Linked DNA regions of Mus musculus: region 1 is linked to region 2. The links are chromatin contacts, called in public Hi-C maps. All regions are on one chromosome and are shown on one strand. Each heading gives the region's core, a stretch centred on a gene start, on an enhancer-like site or on the middle of the called end of the contact. The rest is flanking DNA. Distances are from core to core; before and after follow the strand shown.

Region 1 (3,916 bases), core at 211-2,710, 100 kb after region 2:
GCATGGCCCACCAAGAGCTCAGAGTAGGTTCACTAACTTATCACTACACATAGAGATGGCAGAGATGGCCTATTCATCCTACTGCTTTCGAGAAGGTGGAAACGATTTTAAAGGTAGTGTTCAAGAGAAGAAACAAAGTTACAAGGAGAAGATACTTTTAAAGACCAGGGAGAAAGTCATGTGACAGGAGAAAAACTCTTGGAGTATGCAAAATCATGTACTTGTAATTTTAAGCATGCTATGCTTTAATTAAGAAGTCTCCTTATGCCCCCACTCAACAATGAGGTCCTATTCTAGCAAGCTAGAACAAGAGGTGACAAGTCCTACTCAATAGGGCCATTGTGTTTCGGTGATTGATTTGATGGGCTGAAAAGTCTAAGGTAAAAAGAAAAGCAGCAAAAGACATGGGTGCTTTCTGCCTGGCTCCTAGCTCCCAGTGTAGACTTTCAGCAAAAAGCAAATCATGGCCCTTAAGACTCAAAGAGACTTCCAGAGACCATCCTGAACCTCAGGCAGGATCCACAAGGGCTGCCCTCACTCCACTTTCTTTTTGACAGAGAGTCCTACAAAGCTGGATATTTACCAACCCAAGGCACAGTGTTGACTTTTGTTAAGATGAGAGTGGTCTACAAGATACTACCTCTCTCAAACCCATAGCTTGACTCTTGACAGATCTTACTGCCTTGGGTCTGGTGAGGGGCCCTTTCCTGAAGAATCTGGCATGTGACTCCGGGGATGGTCCTGAGCAATGTCGCAACATGGCTGGCAGTGACCAGAAGACCAGGAACCCTACAGGCACAGTCCAGACCTTGGGAGCTCCCTCACCTCTTGTATAGAGCTGACTCCAGCATATATATATAAGATGGAACTCTACAGTGCAACCCTTGCCCTGACTTTGGACCCTGGAGAAATGTAAGTTATTCCAAAGCCAGAAGTGGGGCACCTTTACTGAGCCGCAGATGGGGAACATCACAACTCATGGCTGTTCATTATTCACTAAGCTTGTGAACTCACTAGACATCTTGATCCCAGACAGAGAAGGTAGTATAGCCTGGACACACAGAGCTCAGGTACTATGCAGGTGAGGTCATGTCAGGTGAGGCTTGACCATTATCATAACCCAAAGCAAGGATTTATAATTTTAACTCTGTAAGCTTCTGCATGTTCTTCACTGATATTCACAAGGGAACCAAACTATAATGATATCTATTTGTCTGCTGCATCCAAAAGATTGTGTAAGAAACTATATGGTCACAGAGCTGTGTGTTTCCTATGAGCTTTCAACTCCCACCTTCCTTTGGTCTCCAGCTAAGAGTTTTGCCAGCTAGCAATGGCAAGCCAAGAGCCCTGTAATTATCCTTGAAAAGTCACGGTAATAAAGCCACTCATTTGTCTGTGGCACTACAGATACCACTGAGAGACAGGTGGAACCACTGTTAGCTGAGCAGCTGGGAAGGATAGACTCACAGCAGTGTGGTTGCTCAGTTTGTGGAAGCTAGAACAGCATGGGAAAGTGCCCTTACTGTCTTAGGAACTGGTTCCCGTAGGATAGAGGTCACAGATCTGATTACAATGAAAATTACTAGTACATACACTGACACAGTAAAATTTTTTTTTTATCTTTTGGATTGACTGAACACAGGCTGAATGAGTTCCCTGTATGGTCAAGAACTGTTCTAAATGCAGGAAAGAGATAGAAAGTCACTCATTTATGGGAAAGATGCAGACATGCGCACTACAGCCTGGCTGGAGGAAAATTAACCCCACACTGCTAATGGGTAGAGGCTTCCTGAAGAAGCAGACATGGAGGATAAATCACAGTTCCTTAGGGCTACATCTTGAGAAATACAGTTTGTGGAACAAAACTGTTGGTATTATCTGGACCCACCCAGCCAGTGTGTAGAGGTCAGCCAAGGAAGCAGGCAAGCCAAGGTGAGCAACTCAGGAGAGCCGTGCAGGACTCAGGATCCGTCTGCTGAGGTCATATGGGCCACCAAGGACTCTTCTTCATTCACTGACTTAACCTCCTTCCGAGAACACCACAGACTAGCAAGGCCAGTGTTCTGGTAGGTTTTGAACTAGAGTTTGTGAAAACCCTGAGCCCCGGGGGACATCTTCTTGTGCTTCTCCCAAAGAAACCACTCAAAGGATGTGAATGTTCTAAAACAGACTCAAGAGAGAGCCTGAAGAAACATGGCACTCACAAAGAAGACTGAGATCTTGAGAGGAGACCCAGCTGTGGAGGGTGGAGGCCCAGAGCCCAAACTCATGCGACACACACACAGGTCAGAAGCAGGGAGTTATCCATAATTTCAGGATAGGAGATGAATTAGTACATCAGATCAGCCAGCAGCAGCAGTGGAGGACACTGGCCTGGGGCAAGAGTCATTAGCACTTTTACTATCTGGTTTGCCATCTCATTTCTCATTTTCATTCTCTTCTCTCTCCCCCCTCCCCCTTCCTCAAAGAGGTGTCAACACCTCTGCATCTCTGCGATGACACCTCTGCATCTCATTTTTCTATAATGAACCATTCGATGTAGGCTGACATCTCTCTTGGAGCTACCCATTCATACAGTAGAGATGAAAAGTGCTTTGTGCAGCTAAATGAGCAACTGGCCCGATAGGAGCATGGTCCTCTTAAATTCTACCACAAACAAAAATGTGCATTCTCATTTTATCTTAATGATCCTCCTTCTGTCAAGCAGATGGCATGTGCTGGACCTTAGTGCTGACAAACGTTTCTGTTTCTAACAGGACATTAAGGTCTGTGAGTTCTGGGCACTTACCTAGAAGAATAAGCCAGGAACAGACTCCTCAACACCATTGTCGGCAGGGAACCCTTTCGTCAGTACCAGAGGCTATTAAAGCTGTTGTCCATCTCCTGTTTGCTGTGGGCAGACTCTTGACTGCAGCTATCCTCAAGAGTACTTCTGTGAAATGACTAGGAGAAGACAATTTAGACAGAGAGCAGTCACTACTTAGCGCATCCCTTCCTGTTTCCCTGCCTTCACCTGTCCAACGATATTATTTGGTTAGAACTCTTTCTGTGCCACTCCACACTTTCGTTTGTGGGACTGAGACAATGGTGCACCATGAGCATTAGGTCATGGTGAGTAAGAGAAGAGACTAACAGAGAGCAGGCAGCTTGTGATTGGCTAAGCCTCCAGAGAGGAGGTACATTCTCCCTCCATGCTAAATAACAGCTAACCCACAACTGCTCAGACTCCATTGAGTAACATCTTAGCTGGTCCAGATAAGCTTCTCAGATAGTATACACCAGACACTAAGGCCAGGCAAAATGCAGGCCCCAGCTTAACGGGGACGAGGCCTCAGTGATAACCTGTGGTGGCAGGTAGGCAATCATTCTCTAGTATACCTGATGACACCTGAGACTTGACTGTCACATGAACATCTTGGGCTGTGGGGTCATAAGCATACTGGGAAGCTATAATTGTGACATATAGACATTTTCAAACCGCTGACTCTATTTACCAAAGCTCTGTGCTCAAGGACACAAGACGAGAAAGAAGAAACAGGCTCACTTCTTGACATTTTTAAAATCACTTTATTGTATGTGTATGAGTGTTTTGCTTGCCTATATGTATGCACTCCAAATGTATGCCTGATTCTCAAGGAGGTTACTAAGATGGGGTCAGATCCCCTGGAACTGGAGTTATAGGTTATTGTCAACCATATAGTTACTATAATTGAACCTAGAACCTCTGCTGTAATACCAAGTGCATTTAACTGCTGAGCCATCTCTCCAGCCCCCACCTTTCAGCCTTAATTTCTGTCTCATCTCTTTAGAGCAGATTCTCGCATAGCCCAAGTTGTCTTCAAACTCACTATGTAGTGGAAAGTGAAAAGTTACTGATCTTCCCTCCTCCGTCTCCAAAGTGGTGGGATTACAGATG
Region 2 (3,823 bases), core at 916-3,415:
TTGCCTTGGTCATGGTGTCTGTTCACAGCAGTAAAACCCTAACTAAGACATTCCTGCTTAAAACCTGTCATAGTTTGACAGCTCCTCAAAGGACAAATGTGAAGTTATCCCATGAGCCAAAAATTGAATTCCTAGGTATCTATGAAGGACAAATAAAAACACAACCAGACCTGGAAGCTTTTGTCTGTCACTTCAGCACCTGTGAGACTGAAGCAGGAAGATTCTCTATGAATTTGAGGCTAGCCTAGGATATAGAATGAGACCTTGTCTCAGAAGAAAAAAAAAGTGGAAAAGCATATCCACATAAATACAGACAGTATCACTATTTATAATCAAAGGGCTCCAATTGCTTCATTATTCATCACCAAGAGAGCAATGAAACACTGTGTATCGGGAAAAGCCAATGATGTGTTAGCATGTGACACAACATTAGTCTCCCACACATAGCTGACTGGAAGAAAGCGAACATAAAAGCCCAGGTCTTGGGACCTCATTTACATAAAATGTACAGTGCTCATTTCGGAGGGTATGGTTTGAGAAGACTGGAGATGGGTAGGTAATAGATGGAGGTTTTCTGTGGGGCAATGGTATCCTGATTGGATTAGTGTAGTGCCTGTGTTATGGTCCTAAGAGCCCTTTACATGACAAGTCAAGCTATATTCTCATGAAGTTTATCTAAAAGGCCTGTTCACTGATCTGTACATTTAAAATGAAATGCAACCTTTCCCATGGCTTACAGCTCTGCACAATGGCACCCTCTGTCTCTTCTGCCACCTCCCTTATCTCTTCTTCATGAGTCCCTCCAGTTTCTAGCACCAGAGCCCAGGGATCATCCATAAGCCACCCCCCTCCAGGGGCTCCACACCGTTCTGTGTTCTGTCCACAGTTTCCCAGTATTTACCCAGACCCTTGCCAGGAGCATGTCTCACCCTGATCATCCTACACTCTTCCCAGAATACTTTAGAAGGTATGGCCACGTGTTTCCTTCCTCAATGGCAACAGGTTGTATTGCTATCCTTGGGTCCACGTCACCTCCTCAGGTGCAACCTATGTGAGGTTGTCTTGCTATCTTCCTCACACACAGAGAGAGAGAGGTTGGCAGAGGCTATAATCTCACACTGAAATGTGTGGGTGTCTAGTAGGAGAGGAGCGGTTGAACTTACACACATCCCTGTCTTGCTCACTGGCTGCTCTTGCCCAGATTTCTGATTGTAATTGTGCAGGAAGCTTGCTCAGCTTGCTTTCTTATACCACCCGTAACCACTTGCCCAGGACTGGTACTGCCCACAGTGAGCTGGGCCCTCCCATGTCAATCACGAATCAAGTCAATAACGTCAGACACTTGACTACAGGCCAATCTGTGAGGCCATTTTCTCAGTTATGATTCTCTCATCCTAACCCTTAAGAGACTGGAGGCCCCAGGGAATTTAGAGGTCAGGTGGGGTAGGGAGGTGGAGACATCCACATGAAGACAAGGAGGTGGGGAGGAGGTATGGGATGTGGAACAGTTGGAGGGTGGATGGGGAGGGGGAATAAAATATGGAGTGTAAAAAATAGAAAAAAAAATAAGATTCTCTCTTCCCTGTTAAGTCCAGGTTTTTGTCAAGTTTATAAAAACCAACCAGCATCGGTACTTAACCTTTCCATCCTGAATGAAGAGACATTGGCCAAGGTGACACTTGGATTGGGGCCCTTTCTCACCAATGCCCAAATCCAGAACCTCCCCCACGTGACTAGCTAGGAAGATTCAGGATGGCTACATCATTCTTGCCCGCCCCCCCCACCCCCCACCCCGCAAGAGCTGCCTGGACCATGGCCTCGGATCCCATTCTCCTGGGGAGCTGTACAACTCTACTGATCCTTAGCCCAGTACCAGCTTTGTATATCTAGGGCTTTGCTGTGCTGCTACCTGAGAGCATCGGTGCAAGGACCGGTATCCGGAAAGCAGCCATGGATGCTAGAGGGGGAGCCATTGAGATGCTAAATTCCATCACCAGACCTGCCTCTGGCAGCCATTAGGTTACCACAGTCGGCAAGGCTGGCCCTTTGAAAGCAGACAGGAGCCCTACTGTGAACACACAGGCCCCGCCCCTGTGGCCTGTGTCTGGCCTGGCAGGCATAGCGCTGGGTAGAGCTCAGAGCTACAGCCCCTCTTCTAGCCAGCGAGGGCCCTGCTGGTTCTGACTGAAGCACAGCTATCTGACGTCGGGCTTAATGAAGTCCCTGTGAGAGACAGTGGGGCAGCCTCGCTGCGCAGATGGCTCTTTGTCCCCATTGACACCTGCCATCTGCTTGTTTGTCTAAATGACGCTGCTGGGGCAGGGGGCTCCCAATCTGCTGCCCGGGCCCCGCCCACCTCTATGACCTCCTGACCCTGGGCCAGACAGGTCCTCAGAGTTGCTCTCACGCGGTGCAGTGAGCCTGGCCTGCTCCTGCTCCCAGCCTCTGCCAGGCTGATGCTCCAGTGGCAGGAACAGGGGAAGGGGGGTCAGGGGGAGGAGCAGGGGGAGGTGAGAGAGCAGAGAAAGGGGAGGGGGAGGGAGGAGGATCAAGAAGGAGAGTAGTGAAGGACAAAGACAAGGAGGAACAGAAGACAAAGGGGGAGGGTGGGAGGATGAGAGGAAGCCAAAGAAGGGGAGAAGGAGGTTGAGGGAACGCAGGGATTGAAGGGGAGGCACAGCAGCTGCCCCAGGCCCCTGGTTCCCCTGCTCCAGGCCAGGCTGCAGGCTCGAGTTTCAAAGCTGGGCCCTCACACCTGTTCACAAAGAGAATGTCACATAAAAGAGAGGCAGGACAGGATGACCCGCCTCTGGACCAGACAACAGCAGCCCCGCAATGCTCCTAGCTCTTCTTGCCTCAAGTCAGTTAAGTACAAAGAGAAAAGTTTACTTTTCAAGTTGTAGGGATGACTGCAGAAGACAGAAGAATATATATATATATATATATATATATATATATATATATATATATATCAATTAGAACATTTCTGAGAGTGTTGTGATGATGCCAAACAGGCAGCTTGCCCTGAGCTTCTGAGATATTATGGTTGATCTTTAAAAGGGGCAGTGGTGTGGCCTGGCATTATTACCAACTCCCGAGCAAGGATCAGCCCGTGCGGAAAGCGTAGCCACGTGAACTTCTTGAGGTCTGTCTGCAAAGCTCTAGTTTCCTGAGGCTAATTGAACGGTTACTGATAGTCTCAGAAAGGTTATGCTCTGCCAGAGCTTGGTGGAAAACAGTGGGCTCTGGGCATTTCGACCACTGAAAAGAAAACACTCTATTGGTGCTTCCTTGTCTCCTCTGTTGACTTTAGGTGGGACTCGAAGGCCTGGCTTAAGAGATGGCCTTTGGAGGCCTCCAGCTCAGTTCTCCCAAAGACAAAACAGGTGCTTGACATAGTAACCCAATAAACGTGTCAGCGAAAGGGCACTGCCTCCACCCCAAAGCCACCCTCTTCTGAGCGCCTGGGCTCTGTCTTCCTCTGAACAGAGGCTAAAATCTGGGACTTGCTGATGTGGGGGGCTCCCAGTGCCTCTAAGGAGAAGGAACTCTGCGTGGTGTTCCACTGGAACACCATCTCCATGCTCAGACTTGCAGTGAGGGTGCTGCTATTCACTGCTCTTCACTGTCATATCTTATACTTGGAAGACTGTTGACAGGGTGATGGTATGTCTGCCTACTGATGACCCTGTGGGGTTAAGGCTGTCACCTCCCTGGGTTTGTCATGTGAGAAAATAGCTGCACCGAACACAGGACAGCCCACATCCCCAGCTAGGGCTTGTAGTTCCATCCTGGAGCCAGCCCTCAGAGATGTGAACAGTCT

What was found. Hi-C and Micro-C count contacts between places; a contact is called where the count stands out from the background.
Region 1: a Hi-C map of muscle stem cells shows a contact between it and region 2, with 1.7 times the contacts expected there. The contact joins two enhancer-like sites. A contact is called at or near these places in 4 of 484 Hi-C or Micro-C datasets (the HPC-7 cell line, liver, muscle stem cells and 1 more), 3 of 115 datasets of contacts at active chromatin or transcription factors (embryonic midbrain, embryonic stem cells and pancreatic cancer cells) and 3 of 9 other capture datasets (adipose tissue, embryonic stem cells and pancreatic islet).

The regions. Positions count from the first base shown.
Region 1 is chr17:15,348,916-15,352,831 of GRCm38.p6, forward strand. It overlaps Gm10510 (predicted gene 10510), which reads right to left. Exons shown (of 3, transcript NR_033511.1): 2 at 2,789-2,943; 3 at 1,898-2,373. Among named protein-coding and RNA genes, the nearest start is that of Gm10510, 3.6 kb to the right of the region's middle. Within about 2 kb of position 1,461, at least 2 of the 459 cell types and tissues checked have an H3K27ac peak or open chromatin away from gene starts, as enhancers often do. A contact at or near this core is called in muscle stem cells, where this site is marked.
Region 2 is chr17:15,245,891-15,249,713 of GRCm38.p6, forward strand. No RefSeq gene overlaps it. Among named protein-coding and RNA genes, the nearest start is that of Gm5091, 7.0 kb to the left of the region's middle. Within about 2 kb of position 2,166, at least 92 of the 459 cell types and tissues checked have an H3K27ac peak or open chromatin away from gene starts, as enhancers often do. A contact at or near this core is called in muscle stem cells, where this site is marked.